Linked DNA regions of Gasterosteus aculeatus: region 2 is linked to region 1. Evidence: chromatin contacts called from public Hi-C data. All regions are on one chromosome and are shown on one strand. Each heading gives the region's core, a stretch centred on a gene start, on an enhancer-like site or on the middle of the called end of the contact. The rest is flanking DNA. Distances are from core to core; before and after follow the strand shown. Region 1 holds the start of ephb3b (eph receptor B3b). Region 2 holds the start of LOC120824273 (hydroxylysine kinase).

The links. Hi-C and Micro-C count contacts between places; a contact is called where the count stands out from the background.
Region 2: a Hi-C map of skeletal muscle shows a contact between it and region 1, with 2.9 times the contacts expected there. The contact joins the promoter of LOC120824273 here to the promoter of ephb3b in region 1. A contact is called at or near these places in 2 of 6 Hi-C or Micro-C datasets (skeletal muscle and whole body).

The regions. Positions count from the first base shown.
Region 1 is chr8:14,165,905-14,171,244 of fGasAcu3.hap1.1, forward strand. ephb3b (eph receptor B3b) reads right to left here and starts at 4,042. Exons shown (of 15, transcript XM_078108291.1): 1 at 3,066-4,042. The coding sequence starts at 3,129.
Region 2 is chr8:14,370,150-14,374,966 of fGasAcu3.hap1.1, forward strand. LOC120824273 (hydroxylysine kinase) reads right to left here and starts at 3,398. Exons shown (of 5, transcript XM_078108292.1): 1 at 3,271-3,398; 2 at 2,539-2,847; 3 at 1,796-1,938; 4 at 1,363-1,543; 5 at 1-616. The coding sequence starts at 2,818. The coding sequence ends at 177. It overlaps LOC120824274 (hydroxylysine kinase), which reads right to left. Exons shown (of 5, transcript XM_040184979.2): 5 at 4,428-4,817.

The DNA of each region.
Region 1 (5,340 bases), core at 2,792-5,291:
GGCCATAAAGGCCCATTTGTCTTACTTCAGACAGAAAATGATTCCAGGTGAGTGCTGTTCAACGGAGTATTTGTAGGAGGTTTGTATTTTTGCGGCTGAAGTTCAACCAGAACGGGGTTGACGCTTTTGTCACAATAAATACGCTCAAACTTTTTGTTTTTTAAAGTGAACACACGTCTATTCGGGGTAAGTTGGTTCACATTAAACTAATGGAACAGAACTGTGTCAACAAAAGCCGCATAAACTCTTGACAAAGAGCATCTGAGTGGGAGCTCCGTCCGCTCTCCTGGCCAGAATATTATATTATCGCGCCTCTATTTCATTGCTTTCTTTTTTCTTTGCCTCCCCACTTCATTATTTACACCGAGGGGTAACCACAACGGTTGTCCGCTACTGAGGACTGTCATCGACGCAATTTGTCTCCCCCCTCCCCCCCCCCCAGCACAGTTCGAAATTCAGGGCCTAAACACCCGCCGAGCTCCGCTGAATAATGTGGCCTCACCCGACATGACAACGATCTGCTCTCCAGTTGTCATAAAACAAATTACATTTACTTCTTAATGAAAATACATCGAGTGCAATTTGAGTTCAGGCAATTAGCACGTTAAATAAAGTTGATTACAAACTTTAGAAATAAGACGACACACGGTGTGACTTTGCTATTTAATTAAAAAAGATCCACAAGAGTAATCAAATTCTCTCTACGAAATTAAAAAAATATTCTTTAAGTTTTTTTAAGGCACACAAACGCACCCAGAAGTTAAATAACAAAGTGAATGACAGATTCACATTGCTGTCTGGTATTGCTCATTCTGCCATTTAACAGCTCCGAAACGCCCGAAAAAGGCAAATAGGGCGATAATGAAATTAAATGTAATCTAAGTGTAAAAGATTGGAAGCTTTGACTTTAAGAAATTACGTGGCAATTTAAGAGGGGGGGGGGGAGAACCAAAAAAGAAAAGAAAACATGAATACATTAGGAGCACTTCCGCGGGCTGTGTGACCCTGGTACCCGGAGAGACGCCCGGTGGGGCCGCCGGAAACCCTCCGCACCGGGCCGCTTCTTTCTCCCGAAATCCCAATAAACCCCGAGGAGTCCAAGCAGCGGGCATAAATCACCCATCTGTATTAAAAGCTTTGGTGAACCCCCAGCCGGGCAATTTCTGGCATCACTTATGGACGGGATATATTGTCCTAACGAAATATATCAGCTTCAACTATTGTCAGGAAGCCCCCCCTTCGTCCACCCCCTCTCTCTTAGAGATTCCCAAATGGGGTTCTGTTGACCTATCGGGGTCACTAAGCTAAAGAACTACACTTACAAAAACATTTTTGTTCAGGAGAAGTTGGTGTAAGAACATTGTAATAGAAGTCCCGCCGGTAGAGAGACGCTAATGATATTCTAGCCCTAATCATCACTTAGAGTGCCATATAATAATATAATGTCACAGTCAATCTGTAGTGATTAAACCAAGAACACAACAAACTGTGTACAGATAAACTTTACATCCAGATCATCCATGGGTGCGCATGTTTGCTTTAAGCCTGGTCCAAGAAAAAGACACGAAGAGGCTGTTCAGTCAGAACGGTGATTTCATGAAGAGCTCGAGAAACAGCGCGTAATCTTTCCTCAGACTGCATCCGACCTGCTGGTATTTGCTCAAATTAGGTCAGAAAACTGACGATTAGGTGGAGCAATACACTTCAATCAAATCAAATCAATTTATTTATTCAGGTTCGTGGGTGTTGAATAAGTAACACGACCTTCGGGGGGGGGGGTGGGGGGGGCATTAACATGCAATACACAACCAAACCAAGTCGTTTCAGCCCGGCTACTGTATGCAGCCTGCTCACTGTGTATCTGAAAGCACCGACTTCAAGTAGAACCTTAAGGAAAAGGGAAAACCTCGTTTCGAAAAAACAAATGTTTCATTTTAAACCCCGCCACAGACACATTTCACCATGATATAAGAAAATCAAAGTGGCGAGAGAAAGGCGTTTACTCAGCTACCGGCCCACTGTCCCACTTCCATGCTGCCAACGCGAGCCAACCGGGAGCCTCGCTTATGCTCCAGCAATCGCAGTTTATAAGCTTTACGCGGCTTTGTCGTTCACTTTCAGGAACCTCGTCCACGTTCCCAGATAGAGGGCAGAGTGAGACATTCTATAAATGTATGAAAAGGAAGGAGTAGATGGTTGTAACACTTCGCCGGTGGGAGAAGAGAAGAAGAAGAAGAAAAAGAGACAGCTAGAATTTCGCATCGATTTTACGCGCGGCAAACACCAACACTCAGCTGAAACAGATGGCGGTGGTTTTTAGAAGCAACTGCGTTTAAAATGCGACTGTAAACGATCCATCAATGGCATTTTACGAAGAAAAAAAAACACTAAGCAAACGATTAAAAAAATGAGCATAGAGATCAATAAATGCGATCCATATCACGACATTATGCGATTTTCTAAAATTCGGAAAAATCATGGATAACGTGTTTTAATGAATAGAAAATCAAAATAAATTGCATTATTGCATTTTATGGGAGTGAATACTTTGACCTCAAACTGATAGTAAACATGTCAAAAGGCCACACATCCCTAAAATACGTGCCGCCGACCTGAGGGAAAGTGTCTGGGGTAGTGTGTGTGGGAGGTGTGGGGGGGGGGGGTGTACGGAGCCACGACTCCCTGGTGGGATTCAGTGTGGCGCTAATTTCCTTTTAAGTGACGAAAAACTCTTAGCAGTCGGGAATAGCTGATGTAAGGGAGAACAACAAAAAAAAAACAATACACGACGTCCATTGAAATGGATGAGCTGTCGATCACGCGCGCTACAATTGTGTATTGAAACCTGTATCGGCCACAGCGTAAATGCCATTAAGCGATCATTTCAAACGCCCCAAATGGGCACTTTGAACACGAAACGTTTGTTTTAAATTCGGGAATGGAAGAAAATGAAGCATTTGAGTGTAACACAGGAGCCTCTGAGAGGCATATGGGTGCTCCACAACTTGGTGTGGGGGGGAACAAAATACGCTTAAGCGACAGCTACTAAATGTGGAATGTCTTACCTTCTACGGTGGACACCACTGGCAGCAAGAGGGTGCATAAAAACAGAAAGTAATCCATCGTCATGAAGGAGTCAGATCGGACATGTAAACAGACCCCGCGGACGCGTGCACTTATCCCGGGTGATCCCACGCTCCACGCACTCAGCGCCGTCCCGGTTCCAGCGGTGTCAAGCTCCCATTCACCAAAACACGTCCAGGTGAGTGTCAGACGGGGGAGGTGGAAATGACACCGGCGGTGTCAAATGAGTGGATATAGAAGCCCGTCTCGGTTGTTCAGTGATCTCCAACGTGTCTTCCAGAGAAAAGGCAAGCGGGCACGAGTCTCCCAGTCCCTTCCCTTGGCACGGAGTGAATCGGCTGAAAGTAGGTAGTCCAGTCCGCGGTCACCATCCGGAGGATATTTCCAGCAATGTTTTTTTTTTTGTTGTGAGTCAATGATGGTAGAAAAACCAACAACAACAACAACAACAACAAAAAACCCTCAAGAAACAAACGCCTTTTGGGTGGAGATCCAAAGACTTTCCGCGTCGGTCAGAGAAGCGCAGATAGCCGCACTTGTGTCAGAGCCATGGCGTTACAGTCCCGGAAAAGGCATGTGCGCTCTCACATGCGTCCGCGATATCGAGCGGTATTCCTCTAAAGACGCAGCCTTCACCAACCAAATCCCCCCCCCGCTCGCACTCGACCACCACCCGCGGGGTTTGAGGGTATTTATTCCCTGAGCGAATGTAGCAGCTTCCACTGCTGCGCGCGGACCCGTCTGCTTCGCTCGCCTTGTGTTCTGGAATGAAGCGCGCACGCACACGGCCGTGGAGGAATAACGGCGGAGTTGGGGGGGAGACAGGGAGAGAGAGAGAGAGAGAGAGAGAGAGAGAGAGAGAGAGAGAGAGAGAGAGAGAGAGAGAGTTGGGGGGAGGGGGGTAGCCGGAGAGGAGGGGTTACCGTGGAAGCAGCTGCAGTGAACAGGAAAGTCTACCTTGACATTCATTTAAACGTTAGTTTCACATGTATTTGTCGAAATACGATCGGCCCGTTTACAGACGCGGGCGCGTCTCACTTCTTTTACGGGGAAACTCTTTGTTTCCTGCACAATTAGAAAAGCATACCAGACAGATCATCTCTCCCGGACGCCTTATTTATGACCTTTCACTTGCACCGAAATAGAAATACTGGATATCCGTGGGATAATTGACGGAGTCGTTTTTTTTAATGTGTTCATTTGACTTTGTTCAAGAATATTGTAATGCGTTATCGGTTTAGTTGTCAAGTTGTTTTTGTGTAGTTATTTATTTATTTTCTATTCAGCGTGCCCCCCCTTTCCAGGACTCCCAGCTCGATCCACAGACACACAGCGCCCCCCTGCGGGTCGCCCCGTTCCGGTGCACGACAGAAAGGAAGTTTCTGCTGATTTTTTGGGGGGCTTTTTGCTACAAAAAAAATTAATTTTCTCTTAAACTGCGTGGATTCAAATAACTCCGTTGGACACTCTATAATTTAAAAAGCACATCGGCCAAACTTTGAGATTTACTGCGAGTATCGGTGTGACATCGGCACACCCGATGCGATTATATTTTAGACTTCCATTAAATCACAGTAATTCATAAAATAATCAAGTTAAGTCTAAAACATCGACAACATATGAATTGAAAAATGTAAATCCAAGAGTTTGTGGCGTCGCGTGTGTAAAAATCCGAGCTGCTCAAACGTTCCCGGACGCGACGCGCTTCCTGAGCGATCACAAGAACAGTTTGAGTTATTCAAATCGCTGCTTCGCACTTCTAACGCGGAGAGGCTTTTTGCTTCAGCCGGTTGGGTAAAACGGAGCGGGCGGTGTGTTCTTCTTTCTTGACGGGATTATAGACCTGCGCTTTTCTTTCCTTCTTCCTCGGATGTGTTGCAGGAAGAAAAAAGGGTATTTCTCACGAACAAGCTTTTACAGCTTTTCTCTTCAACCTCTCCACAGTAGTGTTATTAATTTATTATATCGTCGGTCTATTCTAAAAGAAGTGGAGGAATTGTAAACTTCAGTCCAAACGACCCATTTTTTATAACTTAAAAAAATAATATATATATAGAGCATTTTTTTCTTGCGTTTCAAATTGATGGGAATCACAACGCTTCTGACCAAGCAGCGCGTGCAGAGCACACATATGGGATCATGTAATAATATAAACACTCGCGTTTCATTTAGTAATAACCAGCTGACACATTTCCAATAGCAGAGCCAGAGATGACAGCCACAGTTCTACCACAGGCCGAACGTGGCACATGTCAG
Region 2 (4,817 bases), core at 2,148-4,647, 200 kb after region 1:
AATCAAAGAAAACTTTAATGAAGAAAGCCATGTATTTCAATTTATGGGTAAATGTTGAGGAAGTGGTACAAACAGCTGTATAAAGTGTTAAATATGTTGAATTTAAAAAAATGCTACACTTTGGATGTTTTCTGCCAATGCAAATCTTTATGCTCATCAACTGATACACTTCTAATTCATTTGTCTATGAACATGGCGGCATCTGTGAACCATTTTCTTTCCACGTTTTTCTTCCCCATCTCCCACAGTTTGGTAAGAAGCAAAGTCCCACTTTTGGCCGTGGTCAGGAGATATTCCTTGTTGTCTGGGTACTTTGTGACATTGTACCGGCCGTACACCAGAGACTGGCACAAGCGGCCGAGCACCAGCAGGAAGAGGGAATCCTTCTCCTCCTCGCTGAGCACCATGACGCTCTCCCAGCCAGCCAACACCGCTCCGCCTACGTCCAAAGGACTGGGGTTCTCCATCATCATGTACGCAATTGTTACGGCCACTTCAAATACATAGCAATCAATCATGAGCAGAGAAAAGTCCAGCACGCCCGACACCTCATGCCTCCCGTTGGCTGAAGGTGTGACAATGATGTTCTGGTCATTTATGTCTCCGTGTATTATTCCTGTGAAGGACATCACAGAAAAAAAATAATTCAGTGAAGAACTCTGCATTAATTGGAATGAAGCCAAAGTTCAGTCATTTTTGTCCATATTTGGGACGTTGGTGTGTTTTGTATAAAAATCTTGGGTGTGTCAATACTTACACAATAAAACAATACATTTGATATAGAAAGCTTGTTAGCATGTCCCCCGGAAAAAATGAAACGTAGAATTCTTTTGGATTTGGGTTTCTGGTTGCAGAGTCGCTAACTTTGTCTGTGTGCCTTTGGTAATGGACGAGTATCATGTGCAAGAAAAAACAGTTGCTTACTGTCAGACACCATGAGAGAAGTACGAGTAAAATAAAATGGAAAAGTAAATCTCTGGTAGAGTAAATAAGTGAGTTATATCAAGCTGGGGGCAAGTGTTGAGTGACTTGATCATGGATTATGGACTCATCACTGTGAGTGAACCCCTTTCAGACACAAGTAGTGATTTGATCCATTGTTAAGTCGCAGCTATTTAGCTCTATTACCATTAAATGAAAGATTTGGGCATCATAAAGTTAACAATACAATTCATTCTAAGGATGTGTGAATCAAACGTCCCATTCGTCCAACCAATAGTTGGGAGGTCAGTAGAGGTCAGTAGAATTCATTCTTTGGGGACAATGAATGTCAACTCATAAAATGTCATCTCACAAAATGTCAACACGTCCAATTGAACAATAGAAAAAACAAAATAAATATAGAATTATTATCTATATTACCTTTACGGAGAGAGACAATTCTGGGCGCCACCAGTGACTTATACTGTTTAACAACCGCTTTGATCACTTTCTGCGGGGGGTCTCCATCCATCACTGACAAGTAGTCGTCTATGAGAGGAATGTTGGATAAACTCCACATCTCCTCATTACTTTGTAAGACATCCAAGTTTGGAGAAACCAGCTGAAAAAAGAAAATGGTTTCAATACAAGTCATTTTGCACACTTTATGTACCACAACTTTTTAAATAATGAGCTTCATTATAACCAGAGTAAGCAGTCTGCAATACAATTAGGCCCTTTGTAAATAAAAGCGAAATAACAAACTGTAAGGAACGAAATATGTATGAGCCAATAGGGAAAAGCCCATGTGTAGGTAATTGGAGATCAAAAAATCTCTCTGAGCTGAAATGTAGAAGTTTGACATTTAACTGACTTGTTTCAATGTCGTATCGATGACTGCAGCCAACTTCCCGATCTGATAAAGATCTTGCACGGTTACTGGAGATTCTGCAACAGTTTTTCCAGGGAGATACGTCATCAGCCTCACACAGTAGGTCTGAGCACCCTGTCCACAGTCTAATAACAGAATGAAGATACAAAAACAGGAAGATATGATTCACAGTGTCATAACTAACAACTAATTATAATGTATGGTGCAGTTTAGAACTTAAAGATCATGTGATACTATTTAATAATGGACCAAAGGCCTTGCCCTAAATCGGACTAAAACATGACATTCAAACGTTCTTCTCGTGTCTTGTAGGGACATGCATATCTTCACAGTCACATTCCATTCCAACCATTCAATCCAAGTCACTACATTTTGGGGTTTAAGTTATAGGTAAAGGACGCGGGGACAGTGTAACTAGGTCAGCAGCGAGTTACACTAATGACATAGCTGATATTTTGACATATACCAAGTTGTTTCTCGGCTTTCTTACTACGCAAAACAATCAACAATTGTTGAGTTTAGCATTTCTAAACTGTGGCTCCAGCACTTAATTAGTTTCTAACAACCTGCAATAGAGTTAGTGTCTAAACAGATTTTCATAAAATGCATTTCATTGTTTCTAAACCAGTGTGTTTCTGCAGTAAAATGGGAAAAGGCTCCAGTCGTTTGTTTAACCTCTTGCATCATGTGATTGTGAATTATTATTGGTGGTACGTTGCCATTACCTATTTCCTCCATACTCATGAGCTTCCCGGTGGTGGTGGGCACGACTATCTGAGAAGGAACTCCACGTTGGTGTAAGAAGGACATGGCCAGGGTCTGCACCTCCATCCGGGTGGGATTCATACTTTCTTTTGAGTTCATGATCTTCAGGACATACTTGTTATCCTCCTTGGTAACTAGGAAGAAGTTCTGGTCGTTGTAACTTGGCAGGGTAGAGATCTCCGTTAAAGTCACCCCATAAAGTCGTACTGTCAGTTGTGTTGCTTGCTGCAGGGTGAGCATTGGTCTGTGATCAACGGCTGGGACGGTATCTGCACACAACAGTCAAATTAAAACACAAATTCACACCCATTTTTAAACCTTGACGTTTGAATATGCAAGTTCGCACCAAATGACAAGAAATCCATTTTCACTTCAGCCAAATTAAAAGGACTACTGTGCGCGGGACAACTTTTAAGGTTCAACGGGACCCTTGAACGTTTTGGAACTACACCACATGCTGCGGCAGCCAGCGTTGAGAGGATTATTTTAAATTTAGATGCTTTAAAGCATTAGCATACAAAATATTATGATAAACATGCATTCAACTCGGTGATTTAAATTTGAAGGACATTATGTGCTCTCACCCATTGCTCAAGTAATCCAAGAAAGTGGATGACAAAAGCCGTAAACGAGTATAAACACGTCTATCCTTTCTGTCTGTCAGGATGCACCAGTCAAACCTGCCTGCTTACCTCAACATATACTTTCATTCCGCGCCTCCTCTGTGTCATCAACTCCTCCTTGTGGACCTGCTCCGTCTCTCGCACTCCCAAACTAACCCTCAGTCACACCCATTCATAAAACAAACCTTAACCCCAACATCCACGACAATTACAGACCCATCTCCAACCTCGCATTTCTGATTAAAATACTGAAACGCCCACCCACTAAAAACTCACCTGGACTGACAGCAGCTGTACGAACCATTTCAATCCGGTTTCCCATCTCATCACAGCACAGAAAGCCAACTGGCCCAGATGTATAAAAACCTGGATGCAAAGCAAACCTCAACGGCAACAAATATGAAATCCTCATCAGACCCAAATCACTAAACAAACCCCACCACAACTTCTCCCTGTCCATTGATGGCAGCACTGCTCCTGCCAAGACACGTCGTCAGTATGAAGAATTGGGACTACTACTTACTGAGATACTGTATTATCTTGTATTATCTATGAATTGTTGATATAATAAATATGTTACCACAGAAATGACAGTAATTATAGTAAATGAATTATATTAATGTCGTCATCCACGCCTACATTGGAAGCAGGAGCTCGAGAGGACCACACAAGGGCAGCATTGCACAGATACAGATTTTATCCACAGCTATGAGGACAGTGACAGACCAATACCGTTGGTTTTCAAAGCACTTAATCAAACAAAAACAACGTATAAGTAAATACTTGAAAGGAGTGATGCAAAGTGTCAGATAGAAACACAGCAAAGCCCCTTTGTAAGTAAAATGTAAAACTGTGATGTTTACAAAAAAAACAGACTCAGGGATACCAAGCTGCAAGACTTTAATGGTGAACTACAACTAGAATCTGGTGAGGAGTTACAGAAGATCTATCTGACTAAGCAGCAGAAAGCAACACAAGTTTAGACAGTAGGATATCTGACTGTAATATATGCTTGAGGTTTTCTGTTAGTTTTGTCTAAGCAGTAGAACCACAATGCATCAAAAATATCTCAGATTAGTCAATCGCATTGTACTGAGCAAAACGTTTTGAACTTTAGATTGTAGCAGATGTGTCCTTTTAAAATGATGCTTAGTCATTTACTGCTGTCAGCCAGCGGAGGAGCTGTGTTACCTTCACGATGGAGGAACTCTCAGAGAGAATCAAGGTGGGCTTTTTGGAATGTACAAAATACAAACCATTTTATTAGGGTTTTGCAATCAAAAGAAGATAAAATGTTACAAAAATGGACTGTGTACAAAAAAAGGAAAATAAATGATGAAATGTAAATCATTTTAAAATTTTAAAAGTTTAAATCATACAAAGCAAAAAGAGCCCTTTTGCTGTCACCTCCCATATATATTGCTTCTTTAACCTCCTAGACATACATAGTAGACAACTAATCATTTACAATTGAATAAATAATTACTATTTCTTCAAGTCAACACTTACATGTTAGCCCTTCGGTTTCTGTAAGGCCTTTTATCGACATATAAATTACTATTATTGCAATATCTGAAAAGTGAACACCTACAATCAGCATTTGACCTACAATCAAA